Regions from separate parts of the Pan troglodytes genome. Here region 2 is linked to region 1. The links are chromatin contacts, called in public Hi-C maps. All regions are on one chromosome and are shown on one strand. The core of a region is the stretch at or near the end of the contact, and the rest is flanking DNA. Distances in the headings are between cores, read along the strand shown. Region 1 holds the start of CENPS (centromere protein S). Region 2 has its middle 9.6 kb from the start of PGD.

What was found. A called contact is a pair of places that touch in the nucleus more often than the background predicts.
Region 2: a contact with region 1 is called in a Hi-C map of induced pluripotent stem cells, with 2.1 times the contacts expected there. The contact joins the enhancer-like site here to the promoter of CENPS in region 1. A contact is called at or near these places in 3 of 7 Hi-C or Micro-C datasets (blood, induced pluripotent stem cells and stem cell-derived neural progenitor cells).

What each region holds. Positions count from the first base shown.
Region 1 is chr1:221,564,286-221,570,189 of NHGRI_mPanTro3-v2.0_pri, reverse strand. CENPS (centromere protein S) reads left to right here and starts at 1,978. Exons shown (of 5, transcript NM_001204892.2): 1 at 1,978-2,444; 2 at 5,735-5,858. The coding sequence starts at 2,394.
Region 2 is chr1:221,606,210-221,611,787 of NHGRI_mPanTro3-v2.0_pri, reverse strand. No RefSeq gene overlaps it. Among named protein-coding and RNA genes, the nearest start is that of PGD, 9.6 kb to the right of the region's middle. Within about 2 kb of position 1,302, at least 11 of the 24 cell types and tissues checked have an H3K27ac peak or open chromatin away from gene starts, as enhancers often do. A contact at or near this core is called in induced pluripotent stem cells and stem cell-derived neural progenitor cells, where this site is marked.

The DNA.
Region 1 (5,904 bases), core at 729-3,228:
AGATATTAAATGAGTGCCTAGAGCGAGGACAAGTGCAAAGTGCTCAGTGTCATGGCAACATTGCCAGCCGGCATCCCTGGCCTTGCTTCACGCTGTAGTGCAACACTGACATCTAGTGGCCAGATTATAGGGCTACTGCTTCATCAAGTAAGTTTCAACCAAATATTAATATATCCTTTTTTCATTCTTTATTTTTTTTAGAGACAGTGTCTCCCTCTGTCACCCTGGCTGGAAAACAGTGGGGCAATCACGGCTCACCATAGCCTTGAACTGGGCTCAAGTGATCCTCCTGCTTTGGTCTCCCTAAGTGTTGGGATTACAGGCTTGAACCACCACACCCAGTTCCATTTTCTGTAATGAATACCTCAGCCCTCGACCTATTTCTCAGACCTTTTTTTTTTTTTGAGACAGAGTCTCGCTCTGTCGCCCAGGCTGGAGTGCTATGGTGCGATCTCAGCTCACTGCAACCTTCACCTCCCGGGTTCAAGCAATCCTCCTGCCTTAGCCTCCCAAGTGCTAGGATTACAAGCATGTGCCACCATGTCTGGCTAATTTTTGTATTTTTTGGTAGAGACAGGGTTTCATCATGTTGGCCAGGCTGGTCTCGAACTCCTCACCTCAAGTGATCTACCTGCCTCGGCCTCCCAAAGTGCAGGAATTACAGGTATGAGCCACTGCTCCTGGCCTCTGAGGCTCTTAAGTGCCTCTGTATTGCACACATGTCACTGGAATACTGTTCTTTAATCCTGGGAAGCAACTGCTTTAAAATGAGGGAACACACAGGTACAAAGCACAGGAACTTCCTGGGACGAATTGTTACAATTTCTTTAGCTCTTATGTGAGGCAATTGTTTAAAACCTGACACCTGCCCTGTGAAGTTGGAACTACTGTCCCCAGTTGATAAATAAGGGACATGAAGCTTGGCCACATCCTGTGACTTGCTTGGGGTCACCAGGCTCGAGGGAGGGAGCTGGGCTTTGCAGCCACAGTGTGCTCTAAAGTGGGGCTGCTCACCAACCAGCGACCGGCCTTCTCTCCTGCTGCAGGCTTGGGCTCACTCTGGATGGCCTGCCCTGCCCAGCCCCATGCTGCCCACTAGGGGAATCCGTCAGAGGCTTGCCCTGCTTGGGCAGGAGGACTGTCCAGGTAGACTGGGATGCCCAGAGAGAGCAGTGGACAGAGGCGAGAAGTGCCTGTCATTTCCAGATGCCACCCACTGAGCAGATGCAGAGGAAAGTCCTCAGAAGGCTGATTCCTCCAAAGAGCTTTGATCTGGGTTTCAGCCCCTGGCAAGCTTAGGGAACTTGAGGGATGTCCCTGGGAAAGGAAGACAAGGAGTGGCTTTATGTGCTTTCCTTTGTTCTGAAAGTAGCACCTGCTTGTGACAAATGCAGAATACAGAAATATAGACAATAAAAAATAATAAAACAAAAACCTAGAAATACAGGCAGGCCATGGTGGCTCACACCTGTAATTCCAGCACTTTGGGAGGCTGAGGTGGGATGATTGTTTGAAGCCAGGAGTTTGATACCAGCCTGGGCAACATAGTGAGACCTGGTCTCTACAAAAAATAAAAATTAGCCAGGTGCGCTGATGCAGGCTTGTGGTCCCAGCTACTTGGGAGGCTGAAGTGGGAGGATCACCTGAGCCCAGGAGGTGGAGGTTACAGTGAGTCTTGGTGGTGCCACTGCACTCCAGCCTGGGCGGCAGAGCGAGACCCTGCCTCTCAAAAAACTACAATAAAAACAAACCAAAACTGGGTTTGATGGTCTCACTTCATCGTTAACATAAAGGAAAAACAGTAACACTTGTGTCAGAACTACACTCCTGCCAATGGCAACAACGCAGTTCCTGTTCCACTCGCTGAATGAGGTCACGGGGCGTTCACTCATTGTAGTCTTTGTGACGCTATTGTTGGTGATAGAATGATAAAGTTGATGGTCGATTTTGCAAGATACACCTGAGGTACAGGTGCATGGAGCTCCTGATAATGTGTACTGCGTTACATGATCTGTAAATCGTGGGCTACGCATCCTCTACACCCGACTGGAACACGCTTTGCACCTATGCGCACACGTGTTTCGCGGAGAGTGGTGCTCACCGCTGTGCCAGGCGCTGAATCAGGCTCTGGGGTGCAGCAGTGACCTCGGTGGTCATGTCCCCGCGTCGCCCGGCCACCTCCGCAGAGCAAGCTGAGCAGGGGGCTGGCGGGAGGCCGACGGCGGAGTCCCCTCAACAGAGCGCCGCCAGGGGGCGCGCGAGGCAGGGCGGAGCTGCGTACTTTGTCCGCCCGCGCGGCCCGTCGCCCGCGCCGCGGCGGGAAAATCCGACCTGGCCGCGCACCACCACCCCTTCTCGGCCCTCCTGCGTTTGCCCAGGGTCGGCCCGCAGTGATGGAGGAGGAGGCGGAGACCGAGGAGCAGCAGCGATTCTCTTACCAACAGGTACAGGAAAACGGGGGTCGGGCTGGGCTGGGGCAGGACGGCGTCGAGTTTCCGTACAGAAAAGTACCCGGAAGCCCCCGGCGGCCTCTCATCGGCACCCCGCCTCCGGGCGCCCCCCGCGGCTGCGCATGCGTTGGCTTAACTGCCGCGGGTGGTGCTGGGAGGCGGTTTCCGCGGCAACGCGGCTGGACCCTGGCCTGCGCCGGCTGGGGAGGAAGCGGTTCTAGGGGAGCGCGCGGGCGCCGGGGTCCGGCGGCGAGAGGCCACCTTCTGGCTTTGCGATGAATCCTCGGTTTCCCCTTCTCAGATGGGGTTTTCGTGAGGGTACAACGTCGGCATTAGACACTCCAGGTGACGCCCGTAGCGCGGTGGGCGTTCGGGCCGGAGCTCTGGAACGCTGGCCCTGGAGGCGTCGACCCCTCGTTACTGATGCAGGGACGCGGTGCGGACCAGTCAGGCCCAGAGCTCGTCCTTAGATGTGGGTTCGAATCTCTACCCCGCCAACCTGTGATCGTATCGACTCGGCCCAGATGCAATTTTCTTCTCTGCAAAATCGTCATAAGAATAACCACTTGTCAGGGTAGCTGCGGGCATCCCATTCGTTCCTTTCATCAGCGCCGGGCATATGGGGCGTCAGAGGCTGAGAACGTTGCCGTGAAGAGGCTTAAAAGCAAGACCCGGAGTGGCGACCTTAAAGAGGACGGACTGAAGAAACGCGGGAATGAGCTCCAGACGCGGGAGTTTCCTCTCTACAAAGTTACACTGCAGCAGCTGTCTACCCTGCCCCTTGTATTTTGAGAAGTTCAAACCTTCAGAAAAGTTGCAAGAACATGGTACAGAATGCCCAGATGCCCGTCACCTTGATTCACTACTAGTTAGCATTTTGCTCTGTTTGCTCCCATGCTTCCCTCCCATCCCCGCGATTGGAGAATTAATTGCAGATATTTTGACACTTCGCCTTTACATTTTAATTCTTTAGTACACATCTCCCAAAAACAAGGCATTGGCTGGGCGCGGTGGCTCACGCCTGTAATTCCAGCACTTTGGGAGGCCGAGGTGGGCAGATCACTTGAGGTCAGGAGTTCGAGACCAGACTGGCCAACATGGAAACCCCCTCTCAACTAAAAGTACAAAAATTAGCCGAGTGTGGTGGCGGGTGCCTGTAATCCCAGCTACTCGAGACGTTGAGGCAGGGGAATCGCTTGAACCCGGGAGGCGGAGGTTGCAGTGAGCCGAGATCGCACCATTGCCCTCCAGCCTGGGCGACAGAGCGAGACTCCGCGAGACTCCATCTCAAAAAAAAAAAAAAAAAAAAAAAAAGGCATTCTCCTACTACATCATTTCAATAAATTGTCCCACTCAGGAAGTGGGACAATTAATTTTGATAAAACTCTGTTGAATGTGCATTGTCAAGTGCCGCCACTTGTCCTAAAGATGTTTCTTTTAACCGTCTTTTTTTCCTTCATCCAGGATTCAGTTAAGGATGGTGCATTGCATTTAGTCATCTTTGGTCCTGCCTACCCTGTTTTTTTTGTGGTTGGTTTTTGTTTTTTTTGAAACGGAGTTTCACTCTTGTTGTCCAGGCTGGAGTGCAGTGGCTCCATCTCGGCTCATTGCAACCTCCACCTCCCAGGTTCAGGAGATTCTCCTGCCTCAGCCTCCTGAGCAGCTGGGATTACAGGCCCCTGCCACCACGCCCAGCCAATTTTGTATGTTTAGTAGAGACAGTTTCACCATGTTGGCCAGGCTGGTTTTGAACTCCTGACCTCAAGTGATCTGCCCGCCTTGGCCTCCTAAAGTGCTGAGATTACAGGTGTGAACCACTGTGCCCGGCCTGTTCTTAGTCCCTAGAACAGAGCCTGGCTCTCAATAGACGAACAAATGCTTACTGATGAAGCTGCAAAGATGGGCTGAGAAATTTGCCCCTCAGCTGTGATTAGCTTGTAGACGATTTCCCCCCATTCATGTAACCAACTGTTCTTGGCACTTGGTAGGCAGCAGTGAACAAAATTGACAGGGTCCTGCCCTTGAGGAGTTTAGTGATTTAGCCACTAAGTGCAGTGATACCCCCAGCCCAGCCAGGGGGAGGGGAGGAGGAGGAGGAGGAAGGTCTGAGAGAAATTCCTGGAGCCAAGAGCATTCAGAAGAATTCATGTCCTGTACCCTGACCCCCACCCATACCTAAAAAAGATGACCTTGAGCCGGGCAGGGTGCTGTGGGCCTGTAGTCCCAGCTACTCAAGAGGCTGAGGCAGGAGGTTCACTTGAGCCCAGGAGTTCGAGGCTGTAGTGTGCAGTGATCACACCTGTGATCTTCGTGCCTCCCAGGTTGATGGCTCTTTGGCTTCTCCTACCAGAGGCCTCAGCTTACCTAGTCTTGTGAGGTCTGAAATTCAGGAAGGTAGATGCCCTCATCTGTCTGGCCTCTATCCTGAGTTCCTGGACTTGGGTTTTGGCAGTTCCTCCTCCTCTTGCCTATGCGTTGAACACTTGCTGGTAGATTTTATGCCCTTGTGGGTTCAGCTGTCATCACGTGCAGCTCAGCTGTGTCTTCGGCCCCGAGGCGGAGTACCCACAGGTGGGCTCAACAGAACTCTGTCGACACGTGGCTGAGACCATTGCGTAGCTTGTCTTGCAATTGAGGTTCATCCTCCCCTCTCGGTAATTTTCTGCAAGGGGTGGAGAGATCTTTTTCAGTACTGAAAAGGGTTGCCAAGGAGCAGTGAGGGCCCCGTGGAGGTGGCCTCCCAACCCTCCAAATCGAGAGGGGTGGGTGTGCCCTCTTGAGCCTTTCCCGTGTTGTACTTTTGTCCTCTGTGACGTGCAGGCCTGGGGCTGCCAGGGGCTTGCAGCAGAGGGATGGAATCCTTCTGTATTGTTGATTAACTGCCTTAAGGGCAAAGTTCCCTGCCCGGTTTTTCATTGTTTCCCAAACACCTAGCATATGCCCTTACTGAGTTGGAGCTCTGCAGATAGTTTGGAATAAGTGAGTGAAACCACTCAGGGCCTTGGCAGGCACCAGTCTGACCTGTCTCCCCACTGACTTGCCATCTAATTTCTTATCTTTACCTGACATAAATCATAACCATTAACAAGGAAGTAATGTTTCTACAAGTCACACTCCAGTGGGTCTCATTAACTTATTAGTACACTTGAAAAGCCACTCAGCCATTATGGAAAGCGCCAAAGGGATTGGGCTGAGCAGACCCTCTCCTTGGTCTTAATTTTTTAAGGCGTGAAAAGCTCTTATTTGCAACCTTACCCATGAACTATTTTGATTTTTTTCCCCAGAGGCTAAAGGCAGCAGTTCACTATACTGTGGGTTGTCTTTGCGAGGAAGTTGCATTGGACAAAGAGATGCAGTTCAGCAAACAGACCATTGCGGCCATTTCGGAGCTGACTTTCAGACAGTGTGGTATGAAGCTTCGGCCTCCCCAGCCATGTCTGTAAACCCCAAAGGT
Region 2 (5,578 bases), core at 53-2,552, 42 kb before region 1:
CTCCTGCCTCAGCTTCCTGAGTAGCTGGGACTACAGGCGCCCGCCACCACGCCTGGCTAATTTTTTGTATTTCTTAGTAGAGACAGGGTTTCACCGTGTTAGCCAGGATGGTCTTGATCTCCTGACCTTGTGATCTGCCCGCCTCGGCCTCCCAAAGTGCTGGGATTACAGGTGTGGGCCACCGCGCCGGGCCCGGGCTGGTGCGCTGCTTTTCTATCTGGTTCTTCTTGTTATTCCACTTGTGGTTGGATGGGGAGATATTCCACTTTCCCTTAGGAACTCCTTGTCCCTGCACAGACCATTTTAGCTATTCTGAGCACATCACAAGCATACTCCTCTGGGGTGAGAATATATAGCCTCTGGGCTTTTTCAGAATTGCTCCTTCTGCTACTCTGGAAGCTAACGTGGAATGATTGCTTGAGTCCAGCAGTTCAAGGCCAGCATGGGCAACAAAGCAAGAACCTGTTTCTTTAAAAAAAAAAAAAAAAAAAAAAAGGCAGGGGGAGCAGGCATGGTGGCTTACACCTGTAATCCCAGCACTTTGAGAGGCCGTGGCAGGAGGATCACTTGAAGCCAGAGCTCAAAACCAGCCTGGGCAACTTAGTGAGCCCCCATTTCTACAAAAAATAAAAACAATTAACTGGGCATGGTGGTACACACCTGTAGCCTCAGCTACTCAGGAAGCTGAGATGGGAGGATCCCTTGAGCCCAGGAGTTTGAGACTGCAGTGAGCTATGATGGTGCCACTGGCGCCTGGGTAACAAAGCAAGACCCTGTCTCAAAAAAAAAAAAAAAAAAAAAAAAAAAAAAAAGGAGCTGGGCATAGTGGCATGTGCCTGTAAATGAAAGGCATCATTTCATGCAAGCTCCTCTGAGCCCAGGAGTTCCAGCCTAGCCCAGGCAACAGGGCAAGACCACGTCTCAAAAAAAAAAAAAGTACTCTTTCCACCTAAAATATATTCAGGTCATTTGAGTTCAGTTTGAGTTCAGCTACAAGAATTATGTAGTTGAGTGAGTGTCAGAGCTGGGATTTTCAAATCTGCCCTTACTGGTATGTTGCTTTACACACCCTCTTACGTAAATCAAACAAGGATTCCACCCTGGGAGGTTTGCATAGAGGGCTGTTCTTGTAGAACTTGTGCTCATGCTTTGATTTGGGATTTGGGGAGTTAGGGCAAGCCAGAAAGTTTTTCTGGTGGATAATAATGTGGGTTGACCTTCTTAAGCATTTTAAGCCAAGCACTTGAGTTTCTAACAACTAAAAAGCTAAGTCAGCCTGACACAGCTCTAGCGCGCCCTGGCTTGATTCTGTTCATCCCCAGGGGGAGACTTGCCTTTGTTCCAGTCCTGCTCTCCCAAGCCAGCTTACTGTAGTTTTCCAGCAATTCTGAGAAGCAGTATTTTTTACTGCTGATTAGAACCTTAACATGGAAATGGAAAGTTTGTGTAGCATGTAACATTATTAGAAGGGAAAACATGACTATATGATTAGATACATATTGATTTTATGCAATATGTTTGCATAAAATGTCTCTTCAGTAGTAACTTGGTTAAATTAGTCACATTGACTCAGCATAATTTCTCCCTTGCTAAATCTCAGACTAAAGCAATCAATTTGTTCCTGCAAGAAAGTCTGATGGTAGGCTTTCCTTGTAACTGAGCCCCATAGAAAGAGGAAGCAGCTGCAACAAAGTTGAAAAGGATGCCTGTCACCAAGGTTCTTTTAAGGGAGCCATTGTGTGAAGTTCTACTTGTGAAATTTCTGCAAGTACTGTTTGTTCTCCAAAATCCAGCTTTCCGTTGAAAGTCAATGAAACATCTCTAAAATGCAGATATACCCAGGTTCATTGGGAACACAGTCACCGTGAGTATACATGATTATGTCCTGCTAACCCTATTGGGAAAGAATGCTGGGCTTGGCCCTAGTAAGTAGACTTGGGTTAAAGTTCACCTCCGCCACTAACTAGCTGGGAAGTTCAACTTCCCTGAGCTGAGTTTGTCACGTTAGAGAATATTAATAAATATGAAAATTGTGGAGCAGTCTTAAGTTTAAAAGGAACTTTCATGGACATTAGCTCATTTTGCTGTGCCCACCCTGGGAAGGAAGCAGGACAGGCAGGCAGTGGCATCCCTGTCGTCAAGCAGCCTGAGGACTGCTGTGAGCCTCTGGAGCAAGGCAGGAGTTTGAGGAGGCTCTCAGTCCTTTTGTCCTTTTTTTGAGACAGAGCATCATTCTGTTGCCCAGGCTGGAGTGCAATGGCATGATCTTGGCTCACTGCAACCTCTGTCCCCCACCCCTACCACTGGGTTCAAGCAATTCTTAGGCCTCAGCCTCCTGAGTAGCTGGGACTACAGGATGCACCACCACGCCCAGCTAATTTTGGGGGGGTTTTTTTTTGAGACGAGTTTCACTCTTGTGGTCCAGGCTGGAGTGTAGTTGCGTGATCTCGGCTCACTGCAACCTCTGCCTCCTGGGTTCAAGTGATTCTCCTACCTCAGCCTCCCGAGTAGCTGGGATTACAGGCGCCCACCAACACGCCTGGCTAATTTTTTGTATTTTTAGTAGAGACGGGGTTTTGCCATGTTGGTGGTCTCAAACTCTTGACCTCAGGTGATCCACCCGCCTCGGCCTCACAAAGTGCTGGAATTACAGGTGTGAGCCTGTGTGTCCTTTCTATTGAGGCTTCTCTCCACATTTTCTGATCCTCAGTCTCCTTATTTCCTGTAAGGCTGAGGTCCCAAATCCAGCCTGTGAAAGAGAAATGCCAGCAGAGGCAGCACCCAGCACAGGATCTATTATTGCAGCATGCCCCGTGGTCAGGGACTTCAGTAAAAGCCCACAGACCCTGACTACTTTCTGGCGGACTCTGGAGGAAGGCCTTAACCACAGACAAAAGGACAAGGACAGTGCTGTGGAGGGACTGCTGGCTGCTGCAGCGTGAAGAGAATAGGGAAGGCACTCTACAAAAATAAAAAAGCATAAAATTGGAAAAAATATATACCAAAAACATTTCAAGGTTCTGGACATCAACCAAAGGCAGGCAAATTAAGAAGCATTTATTCTTGAGAAAAAACTGGCTGGGCACGGTAGCTTGCACCTGTAATCTCCCAACACTTTGGGAAGCAAAGTTGGGAAGTTGGCTGGAGGACAGGAGTTCAAGGCCAGCATATGCAACCAAGCAAGACCCTGTCTCTACAAAAAATAATAATGAATAATAAAAAGAGTGGCTCACGCCTGTAATCCCTGCACTTTGGGACGCCTAGGCAGGTGGATCACCTAAGGTCAGGAGTTCGAGACCAGCCTGACCAATCTGGTGAAACCCATGTCTCTACGAAAAATACAAAAAAATTAGCCAGGCATGGTGGCTCATGCCTGTAATCCCAGCAACTTGGGAGGCTGAGACGGGAGAATCGCTTGAACCTGGGAGGCGGAGGTTGCGGTGAGCCAAGATAGCACCACTGCCCTCCAGACTGGGCAACAAGAGCGAAACTTAGTATCAAAAGAAAAGAAAAAGATAAAGAAAAAAAAAGTGCTAGAACGTTTTTTTTTGAGACGGAGTTTTGCTCTTGTTGCCCAGGCTGGAGTGCAATGGCACGATCTCGGCTCACTGCAACGTCTACCTCCCAGGTTCAAGCAATTCTTTTGCCTCAGCCTCCCCAGTAGCTGGGATTACAGGAATGCACCACTGCGGCTAATTTTTTATTTTTAGTAGAGATGGGGTTTCTCCTTGTTGGTCAGGCTGGTCTCAAACTCCCGACCTCAGGTGATCCTCCACCTCGGCCTCCTAAATCGGCCTCCCAAAGTGCTGGGTTTACAGGTGTGAGCCACTGACCCGGGCCGAGAAGTGTACCTTTTTTTTTTTTTAAATGGAGTCTCACTCTGTCGCCCAGGATGGAGTGCAGTGGCGCGATCTCAGCTCACTGCAAGCTCCGCTTCCCGGGTTCACTCCATTCTCCTGCCTCAGCCTCCCGAGTAGCTGGGACTACAGGCGCCTGCCACCATACCTGGCTAATTTTTCTATTTTTAGTAGAGACGGGGTTTCACCATTTTGGTCAGGCTGGTCCCGAACTCCTGACCTTGTGATCCGCCCTCCTCAGCCTCCCAAAGTGCTGGGATTACAGGCGTGAGCCACCGCACCCGGCCTCAAGAAGTGTACTTTTTTATCAGCTAAAAATGGCAAAGTTCTTGAGAAATAAACGGCTTGAGAAAGCCGTTTCTTGAGAAAGAAACCCACAGCTTACTAGCCTGAGATCTCAAGTAGCAGAGTAGCTAGAAATCTAAGAGGAGACTCTGGAAATGAGAATGCCACAAAAGGATTAGACAGGACCTCAGCACATCACTCGCTGGCTGGAAAACCAGACACGTACACAGATGAGACTTCAGAAAGCCCACAGAAATTAAAAGCTAAGGGAGAGCTGGGCACCATGGCTCACACCTGTAATCCCAGCACTTTGGGAGGCCAAGGTAGGCAGATCACCTGAGGTCAGGAGTTCAAGACTAGCCTGGCTAACACAGCAAAACCCCGTCTCTACTGAAAATACAAAAATTAGCCAGGCGTGGTGGTGCATGCCTGTAATCCCAGCTACTTGGGAGGATGAGGCAGGAGAACTGCTTGAACCCAGGAGGCGGAGGTTGCAGTGAGCTGAGATTGCATCACTGCACTCCAGCCTGGGTGACAGAGTGAAACTCCATCTCAAAAAAAAAAAGAAAAAGAAAAAGAAAAATGTTAAAAGTCAAGGGAGGCTGGGTGTGGTGGCTCACGCTGTAATCCCAGCACTCTGGGAGGCAGAGGCGGGTGGATCACCTGAGGTCAGGAGTTCAAGACCAGCCTGGCCAACATGGTGAAACCCCGTCTCTACTAAAAATACAAAGAATTAGCCAGGCATGGTGGCGGGTGCCTGTAATCCCAGCTACTTGGGAGGCTGAGGTAGGAGAATCGCTTGAACCCAGGAGGCAGAGGTTGCAGTGAGCCAAGATCCCACCACTGCACACCAGCCTGGGGAGCAAGAGCGAAATTCTGTCTCAAAAAAAAAAAAAAAAAAAAAAAGCCAAGGGAGATTTAAGAACTAGGTGATCCCTGAATGCACCGCCAACCCACCCAGATAGGCCTAAATATCTGAGCACAGCCAAGGTGTTTGAGCACAACCTCTTCCCAGATCTTTGGCCACTAAGTTATGGAGACACAAGGCAACCATCAGGAAGTCAAGCTAAAACCTAAAGAATAAAAAAAATCTGGGTGCAGTAGCTCAACCTGTAATCCTAGCACTTTGGGACGCCAAGATGGGAGGATTATTGAAGTCCAGGAGTTTGAGACCAGCCTGGGCAACAGAGAGAGATCTCGTCTTATCTCTTAAAAAAAAAAAAAAAAAAAAAGGCCAGATACGGTGGTGTGCACCTGTAGTCCCAACAACTTGGGAGGCTGAGATGGGAGGATTGCTTGAGCCCAGGAGTTCAAGACTGCAGTGAGCCACTGCACTTCAGGCTGGACAACAGAGCGAGTCCCTGTGTCAAAAAAAAAAGAAAAAAGGAAAAAGAAAAGAAACAAAAATCTGGGCTGGGTGTGGTGGCTCACACCTG